Regions from separate parts of the Arabidopsis thaliana genome. Here region 2 is linked to region 1. The links are chromatin contacts, called in public capture Hi-C maps. All regions are on one chromosome and are shown on one strand. The core of a region is the stretch at or near the end of the contact, and the rest is flanking DNA. Distances in the headings are between cores, read along the strand shown.

The links. Capture Hi-C pulls out chosen DNA fragments and counts their contacts.
Region 2: a contact with region 1 is called in a capture Hi-C map of seedling, with 1.7 times the contacts expected there. A contact is called at or near these places in 2 of 3 other capture datasets (root and seedling).

The regions. Positions count from the first base shown.
Region 1 is chr4:12,010,578-12,014,674 of TAIR10.1, reverse strand. FZR2 (FIZZY-related 2) reads right to left here and starts at 2,267. Exons shown (of 8, transcript NM_118420.5): 1 at 1,435-2,267; 2 at 696-818; 3 at 498-602; 4 at 1-85. The coding sequence starts at 1,932. AT4G22900 (transmembrane protein, putative (DUF1191)) reads right to left here. Exons shown (of 1, transcript NM_118419.3): 1 at 3,047-4,097. The coding sequence ends at 3,423.
Region 2 is chr4:12,142,183-12,146,279 of TAIR10.1, reverse strand. CRK11 (cysteine-rich RLK (RECEPTOR-like protein kinase) 11) reads left to right here and starts at 2,447. Exons shown (of 7, transcript NM_118448.4): 1 at 2,447-3,413; 2 at 3,496-3,627; 3 at 3,735-3,856; 4 at 3,945-4,097. The coding sequence starts at 2,570. It overlaps CRK12 (cysteine-rich RLK (RECEPTOR-like protein kinase) 12), which reads left to right. Exons shown (of 7, transcript NM_001341584.1): 5 at 16-253; 6 at 342-495; 7 at 580-1,245. The coding sequence ends at 900. It also overlaps AT4G23205.

The sequences.
Region 1 (4,097 bases), core at 1,018-3,517:
CCGATGAACCCCATGCCAGGGCTCCAACTCTTAGACGATGACCTTCCATTGTTCTTGTTCTCTTGCAGCGTGACGCATCCCATATCTACAAAAACACAACTAAAGTGAATATGCCATAGAAAGAACATCATAAATTCTTCAGATATATGAAAATCTTATCCGCCAAGGTTTTATATGCAGATACTTTCCATCTTAACCACAAAGGATTTAGCTTCATTCAGGGCACTTTCCAAATACTTACAAGCCCTTGATAATGCTTTAATCGAGCATATCTTCTCGATAAAGAAAAACTCTTTGTAATAATCATACCACTAATGATCAAGATCATACCAGTAAAAGATATGGCAAGAATCCTACAGTCCACGATAAGGTCTAAATCTAATCATGTTGTAACTATAAATAGTTTACTTTAAAATATGTTTTCTAAATTCAGAAAGTTGCAAAGTAACGTAAATTCTTAGTAACAGGACAAAAACAAAGAGTAAATGAGATCTAACCTGAACTTTCCCGGTACTAGTTCCAACAGCCAGATGAGTTCCACGTAACGCCCAACCCACTGAGCAAACACTATCCTCAGCTCCGAGATCACATAACTTAGTAACCTGTTGGATTTTGAAGGAAGAAATCAAACACCAAAACAAAATTTGAAACTACTGTGATTTATTAGAAATTTGCAAGTGACAAAAAAAACTCACCTTGCTGCTACAAGCATTCCATAAATACACACAGTTCCCTAGTCCCACTGCTAGAACATTTTGTGCAGACCAATCCACAAGATTCAGATAAAAATCATCTTGCAAGGCCGGTGCATCCAATACCTAAACAACAGAAAGAAGCCTCTGTTATCATCTGTAGCAACATTGCCTATAAACAAAATATCCAAAATCCAATAACAACATCAGGCTTTGCACATTTACAACCACACTAAAAACTATCGAAAAACAGTAAACAACAAACATTCTTCATCATCTAGATCACTCTACACTAGTAAAGACTACTCAAAACCTCTGTTATCAGATGTAGCAACATTGCCCACAAACAAATTACCCAAACCCAGTAACAAGATTTAACCTTTTCTAAATATACAACAACACTAAGAACAGTAAAACAACAAGCATTCTTCAATAATAGTTTCATCTAAGATCACATAACCTCAGACTCAAATTCTAGACCCTCAGAGACCAAAACATCACAAAGATCACAAATTGTTTCATGCATTATCGAAACCAAAGATCTAAAGTCAACGAGATCAAGAATCTAAGCTCCCCAACCCCCAAATCTACAGACATTACACAAAAACCCATCGAAGAAAAAAACAATCAATTCCACACAATGCACACAACCCACTTAAAAAACACAAGACATGATCCAGATTCAATGATCAAAACACCAAAATCTAAACAATGTATCAACCCCAGAATCAAAAATCGTCACCTTATACGGCGATCGCGGCACTTTCCTGGGAGCTTTAACAGGACCACTATGAGAAACACCAGGAGAATCATCATCAACACCAAAAGGAGAAAACGAATTCAAAGACCGATGAGTCTCCGTCTTAAACCTAAAAATATTCCTGGAAGAAGAAAACCCAGTAATATCTCTCTTCTCCGGCGTCTCAGGACCAAACATCGCCGCACGCAACAGAGTAGCGTAAGAGCCAGCTCCATCTTCCTTACCATCTTTACTAGGAGAAGGAGATAGATCGAAAAGAGCGAAATTGGATCCGGATCTACTGGGGATAAATCTATCAGAGTATATAGACCTTGATAGTGATGATGGTGATGGTGATTGAGATTGATTAGCATTGATTAATCGATTGATTCGTGACTCAAGTGAAACCACCGGAGTATTCATCGCCGGCGATAGGTTTCTCATAGATGAAGAATTCGAATTCGTTATCACATTGCTTGCTGTAGGATCTTCTTCTTCCATTGGTTTTTTTTTTTTGTTGACTCTTTTTTTTTCTTCAGATTGAACAAAAGGCTTTTTTGTTGAAGTGTTGTTGAAACATCTCTTTGTCCTTTTTATTGTAGTTTGGTTTTTTTAACTTAACTTTTTTACCTTTTTGCCAATTTTTTTTAATTATTTCCTTTTTCCCGGGAAATCTAAGGAAAAACAGAAAACGACATGTGAAGTTAAGCGGTGTGATTCAGGTGAGGACCGTGAGGTTTAAGCTTCTGATTCAATCTTAATCGTTGGATTAAGAGGAAAAGGTTTAATGGGCTTGAAGATGGGCCTAAATAGTTATGGATTAATGTCTGTTTTTGGCATTTTTTACTAAAAGCAGTTAAAACACTCTAGTGATCTTGTAGAAGAATCTTAGATGGCAGGCGTTGACAATATATAAAAATAGTTGATAAATGTTATAGATCTATGGACAAATCAAGCCAAAACATGCTGATTTTATATATTAAAAATTAGATCTGATTTGTATTTAATTGGTTTTTTAATTTCATATCTAAGAGAATTGTGAGACACAAAAGTACAGACCTAAAAACTTAAATAATAAAGATGTTCTAGAAATTTTTCCAAAAAGATATATACTAGTCAAAAATGGTTCAATGAAATTTTAGAAAAATACACTTATACAGTTATAAGAAATTAATTTTAATTTTCTTAATAAGCTAAAGTCTAAAATCTTAGAAAAAAAAAAATCTTAGTTTCATATCTTACAGAATTGAGATACAAAGTATAAACCAAAACTTAAATATCAAAGATATAAAAGAAAATTTACCAAAAAAATATTCAAAAAATAATCCAATCAAATATAACAAAAGACAATAGTTATAAGATTTTTTTTCTGTCAACTATAAGAAATTGATCAAATTATATCTATATTTTATTTTATTTTTTCTTAAACTAAATCACAAAAAACTGAAAGAAAAAGAAAAACAAAACCTTACTAAAATGAGTAAAAATTGATTGCAAGTTGCAATGAAGGTGGTGATTTGTTTATATTTCCGTACTTCGCATTAACAATAGCTTACTGGAGAAGATGCTTGTTGATGTGTAGGTGGAAAATTCTGTTAACTAGTCACAATACTGATAAAAGTATATTTTCTTCACTAAATCAGAAATATACATTTAATTAAAAAGTTGGAAAAAGAGATTAATAAATCAAAATGAAAAGAAAAAAATAAAGCTTACAGTATGAAAGTTGGGGGGACTCTCTGATTTTTTTAAATTTTTTTGCATAATTTCACTGACCATTTTATAGAAAATAAAAAAGAGAAAATTCTCCATTCTGTAAAAGTCTTTACTTTTAGTAAAAAGAAAACTAACGATTATAGCCGTTTAACCAAAAACTAAAAAAAAATGGATGAAATTTCATTTTGAAGCCATTGAAACTATTTCTACAAAACTATTTATCTTAAGATACTCAATTAACACAAAAAGAAGAAAAATCAGAAAACAAATGATAATTATGGATAATTACTATTCAAATGAGTGTTTTTATTATACCTATCATCGGAAATTCTAGGAAGAGTTCTAGTTCCAGGAGCAGTAGGAGCTCTAACATGACCCACCATTGACACCTGAAGAGCTTCTTCTTCATAAGCTCTTCTCTCCATTTCTTCTCTCATTGCTTTCTTCTTCCCCTTCACCAACATCGCCACCACTAACATTCCCAGCAGAATTGCTCCAATCCCTGACCCTATCACACTCCCCACCGCCACTTTCCAACGGCTCAACTTTCCTCCTCCGTTGCCACCATTCACCTCCGTCGATGATGCCACCACTCCACCACTACTACCACCACCTTCATGATCATCTTTTTGAGCTTCTGTCTTCATCACGAGAGCGTAATGCCCTTGTCTTGTACCTTTACACACATACGGCGAGACTTGCTCGCTAAACGTTGTGTTACTGTTGCTTGTAAAACACGCACACAAGACTGACGAGTTCTTCTTCGTAGGGTTAGGGCTAGTGTTATTAGTTGCCTTGTTGATCAAGAAATCGATTAAGATTGGGTTTTGATCGGTACCTACAACATTAACCTCGTAAGGGTTCCTGGCCACACCGTCAGGGTTAGCATTATAAGCCAACAAACCAAGAACCGGTGACACGAGCTTGTAATTGTAACCGGATAAGTTATA
Region 2 (4,097 bases), core at 1,198-3,697, 130 kb before region 1:
CTTGTGTACGTGCAGATCCTACAAAGCAAGGGCAGTTAGACTGGACAAAACGATACAACATTATCGGAGGAATCACTCGAGGAATTCTATATCTTCATCAAGATTCACGACTAACAATCATACACCGTGATCTCAAAGCCAGCAACATTCTTCTAGATGCCGATATGATCCCGAAAATCGCTGATTTTGGAATGGCGAGGATATCTGGAATAGACCAAAGTGTAGCTAACACAAAAAGGATAGCTGGAACTTTGTAAAATACTAACCTTATGAACAGAAGTTTTCAAGAATATTTTCTTGGACATTCTAATTTAATCTTTCTTGTGTGTTTTATCTTGTAGCGGTTACATGCCTCCAGAATACGTGATCCATGGCCAGTTCTCGATGAAATCTGATGTCTATAGCTTCGGTGTTTTGATTCTTGAGATTATATGTGGCAAGAAGAATAGAAGCTTTTACCAAGCAGATACTAAAGCTGAAAATTTGGTCACCTATGTGAGTACCAAAGAAGAAACTTAGTGCATGATCCAATCTAACTTTGTTTGTTAGTTATTGATTAATGATTACATTGTTGTACAGGTTTGGAGGTTGTGGACAAACGGATCACCATTAGAGCTCGTGGATCTAACCATATCAGAGAATTGTCAAACAGAAGAAGTTATAAGATGCATCCACATCGCACTCCTATGTGTTCAAGAAGATCCTAAAGATCGTCCCAACTTGTCAACAATCATGATGATGCTCACTAACAGTTCCCTCATTTTATCTGTTCCTCAACCACCTGGATTCTTTGTTCCGCAAAACAAAGAACGTGATAGCTTTTTGTCGAGCCAATTTACAATGGGATGTACTTCTCAGACTAAAAATGATGTAACCATTACAAATCTAGATCCTCGTTGAAGTTGCTGTTCCAATTGACAAATTGGAATTGTTACTGAAAACAACGCAGATTCCACATGTGAGGTATTATTTCACTTGAAAATGAAATGTGATGATCCATAGTTATGTAAGATTTGTGAGTCACTCAAAGTTATTTTTCATACAAACTCTTTATCATTTCTACATTGTAACATTGGTTTGTTGTATTGAAGATTTCTGATACGAATGGCTTCAAAATTTTATAAACATACCAATTCATGTATAGTAGTAACGCAAATGTTGTTATGCATGTAAAAAAGCTCTGTAAATTAGACGGATTCGGTTTGGCTTTACCGGTAGACGAATTTCTACGAATATTTACCCAAACCGGTTTATTTACTAAACCTATACCATATGAACCGGAAACCAAACGCTATTACCGACTTTTCTTCTTCACTCTCTTCGTCGGAATCAGCCTTTGCGCATTCTTCTGAGCTCGGATTTAGGGTTTAGCATTCTGGTTCTAATGGCGTTTAATGATATTGATTATCGGATTTGTTTGTGCTCTTTTGTTAGATTTTGATGTGTTTAATGGCATAATCACGATTTAGCTAAGGGCTCCGGGCCAACTGCGTTTTCCGGTGGGAAATGTAATCCGTCTCCGATGCTTATTTGGGGTAAGAGAGCAAACATGGGATAATACTGCATCAATTTGATAGACCTCTATCACTAATCTGTTGTGTCCTTATTTATAAGCTTTGGTAAATATGTGTGTTCATGATTTGATGATTAAATTATGTACAGCCAGCTTTGGAGGTCGAGCCAGTCTGCAAACAGGCCCACTTCCCAAACTATCAATGATGTAACCATTACAGATCTGGAACCTCGTTGAAGATAATTGAAACAGTCAGAAGCCATGTTTAGGTGTTTTATCTGTTTGTAGACTGGCTCGAAGTTATAAACAAACTCTATCAATGTCTACACTGTAATATCAGCCCTTTGTTATGAAATATTTTGCATTCTATTTGGACTCAATTGTTGCTGTTGTTACTCACACTAGTGGTTCGTTGCTACTCTGTTTCAGCCAATTACGACATGTTCTTCTGGTTTCGGCGTGATTCATATGTACGCATTCTTACATGACTCAACCCAAGAGACACTGATTAGGCTATAAATTGAGACGAACAGAACACAACGAAAAAAGGTATGCTAATCTTCTGTTTTTTTCTTTTAGGCTTTTACAATGCTTTGATTGCCAAATGTATATGTATAGTCTGGGAATGTGCTGAGCAGCCTATGACAAAAGCCGGTTTATTTGTGAAATTAATGACACTGACACTTTAGCCCAATACTTTTCTTGTTCCTCTCCATCTGCCTCTGCGTCACTGGGTTTGATTCTATGAATACTTTATCCTTTATGTCATTATCTGAGTCAACATTCCAATCAATATTCAACAACCCCCTTATTATATAATGTGAACAAAGAAAATATTATTGACTTTTAGCTTTTGACATTGACTTTGACTTTTGACACTCGTTTTCGTGACCATATTTGTAGGTTTCAGGACCACTGTCATCAATTTGACGAATTCAATATTTGAAAATTTTGGAGAGAAGCTTCGATTTTGCTTGTTTAAACTGGTAAGAAACGTACAGATGCGTCAAACACTAAACACAAAGATCTAGCTTTTGCTTTAATCTTCAAGAAACAATGAAGCAGAGGAGTTTGTTTTCAGTCCTCTGTTTTTTCTTCATAAGTTTTGGTGTTGCTTCAGTTTCAGCACAAACATGCACGACGGACAAGGGGACTTTCAGACCCAACGGTACTTACGACGTAAATCGCCGTCTCATCCTCTCTTCTCTTCCTTCAAATGTCACGGACCAAGACGGCTTATACTACAACGGTTCCATAGGACAACAACCGAACCGTGTCTACGCAATAGGGATGTGCATCCCAGGATCAACTTCAGAAGACTGTTCTGATTGTATCAAGAAAGAGTCTGAATTTTTTTTAAAGAATTGTCCTAACCAAACAGAGGCGTATTCATGGCCAGGTGAGCCAACGCTTTGCTATGTGCGCTACTCCAACACTTCTTTCTCAGGATCTGCTGATCTGAACCCGCGAAATTGGCTCACCAACACTGGAGACCTAGACTCAAATCTAACAGAGTTTACGAAAATATGGGAAGGATTAATGGGTCGTATGATTTCTGCAGCTTCCACAGCAAAAAGCACACCTTCTTCAAGTGATAACCATTACTCAGCTGATTCAGCAGTCTTGACACCTCTCCTGAATATATATGCATTGATGCAATGCACGCCGGATCTTTCCTCCGGTGATTGTGAAAACTGTCTGCGACAAAGCGCAATTGACTATCAGTCGTGCTGTAGCCAGAAGCGAGGAGGTGTTGTTATGCGGCCAAGCTGCTTTTTGCGGTGGGATTTGTATACATATTCTAACGCTTTTGATAATCTTACGGTGGCTTCTCCTCCTCCAGAACCTCCTGTGACTGTGCCACAACCTGCAGGTGATCAGGACAACCCGACCAACAATGGTTAGTCTTCCACCTGAGAAAACTATCATTGTAACAAAAAAACTTAAATATATGACATTGTTTTTCTATGTGTTGTGAGAAGATAGCAAAGGAATCTCAGCTGGAGTTGTTGTGGCGATCACCGTTCCCACTGTTATTGCCATCTTGATACTGCTGGTTTTAGGATTTGTTCTTTTCCGGAGAAGAAAATCCTACCAAAGAACTAAGACTGAATGTTAGTTTCTTTGTGTTTTACCTCTTTATTGTTTCCTTTCGTTATCAGCATGTATACTCCCGTAGCCAAGACGGGAAACACGAAACTAATACACCCATTCTTTGCAGCTGAAAGTGATATTTCAACTACAGATTCATTGGTATACGATTTTAAGACAATTGAAGCCGCAACTAACAAGTTTTCAACAAGTAATAAGCTTGGTGAAGGTGGATTCGGTGCGGTTTACAAGGTAACAAGGTCTCTGTTTTCCATTTTTTCTAAGTTCATATTGGTTTATGGAAATAACCAACAATGTTTGTTTCATTCATTGTACGTAGGGTAAGCTTTCTAACGGAACTGATGTAGCTGTGAAGCGACTGTCGAAAAAGTCAGGACAAGGCACAAGGGAGTTCAGGAACGAGGCTGTTCTTGTGACAAAACTTCAACATAGGAATCTGGTTAGACTTCTTGGATTCTGTTTGGAAAGAGAG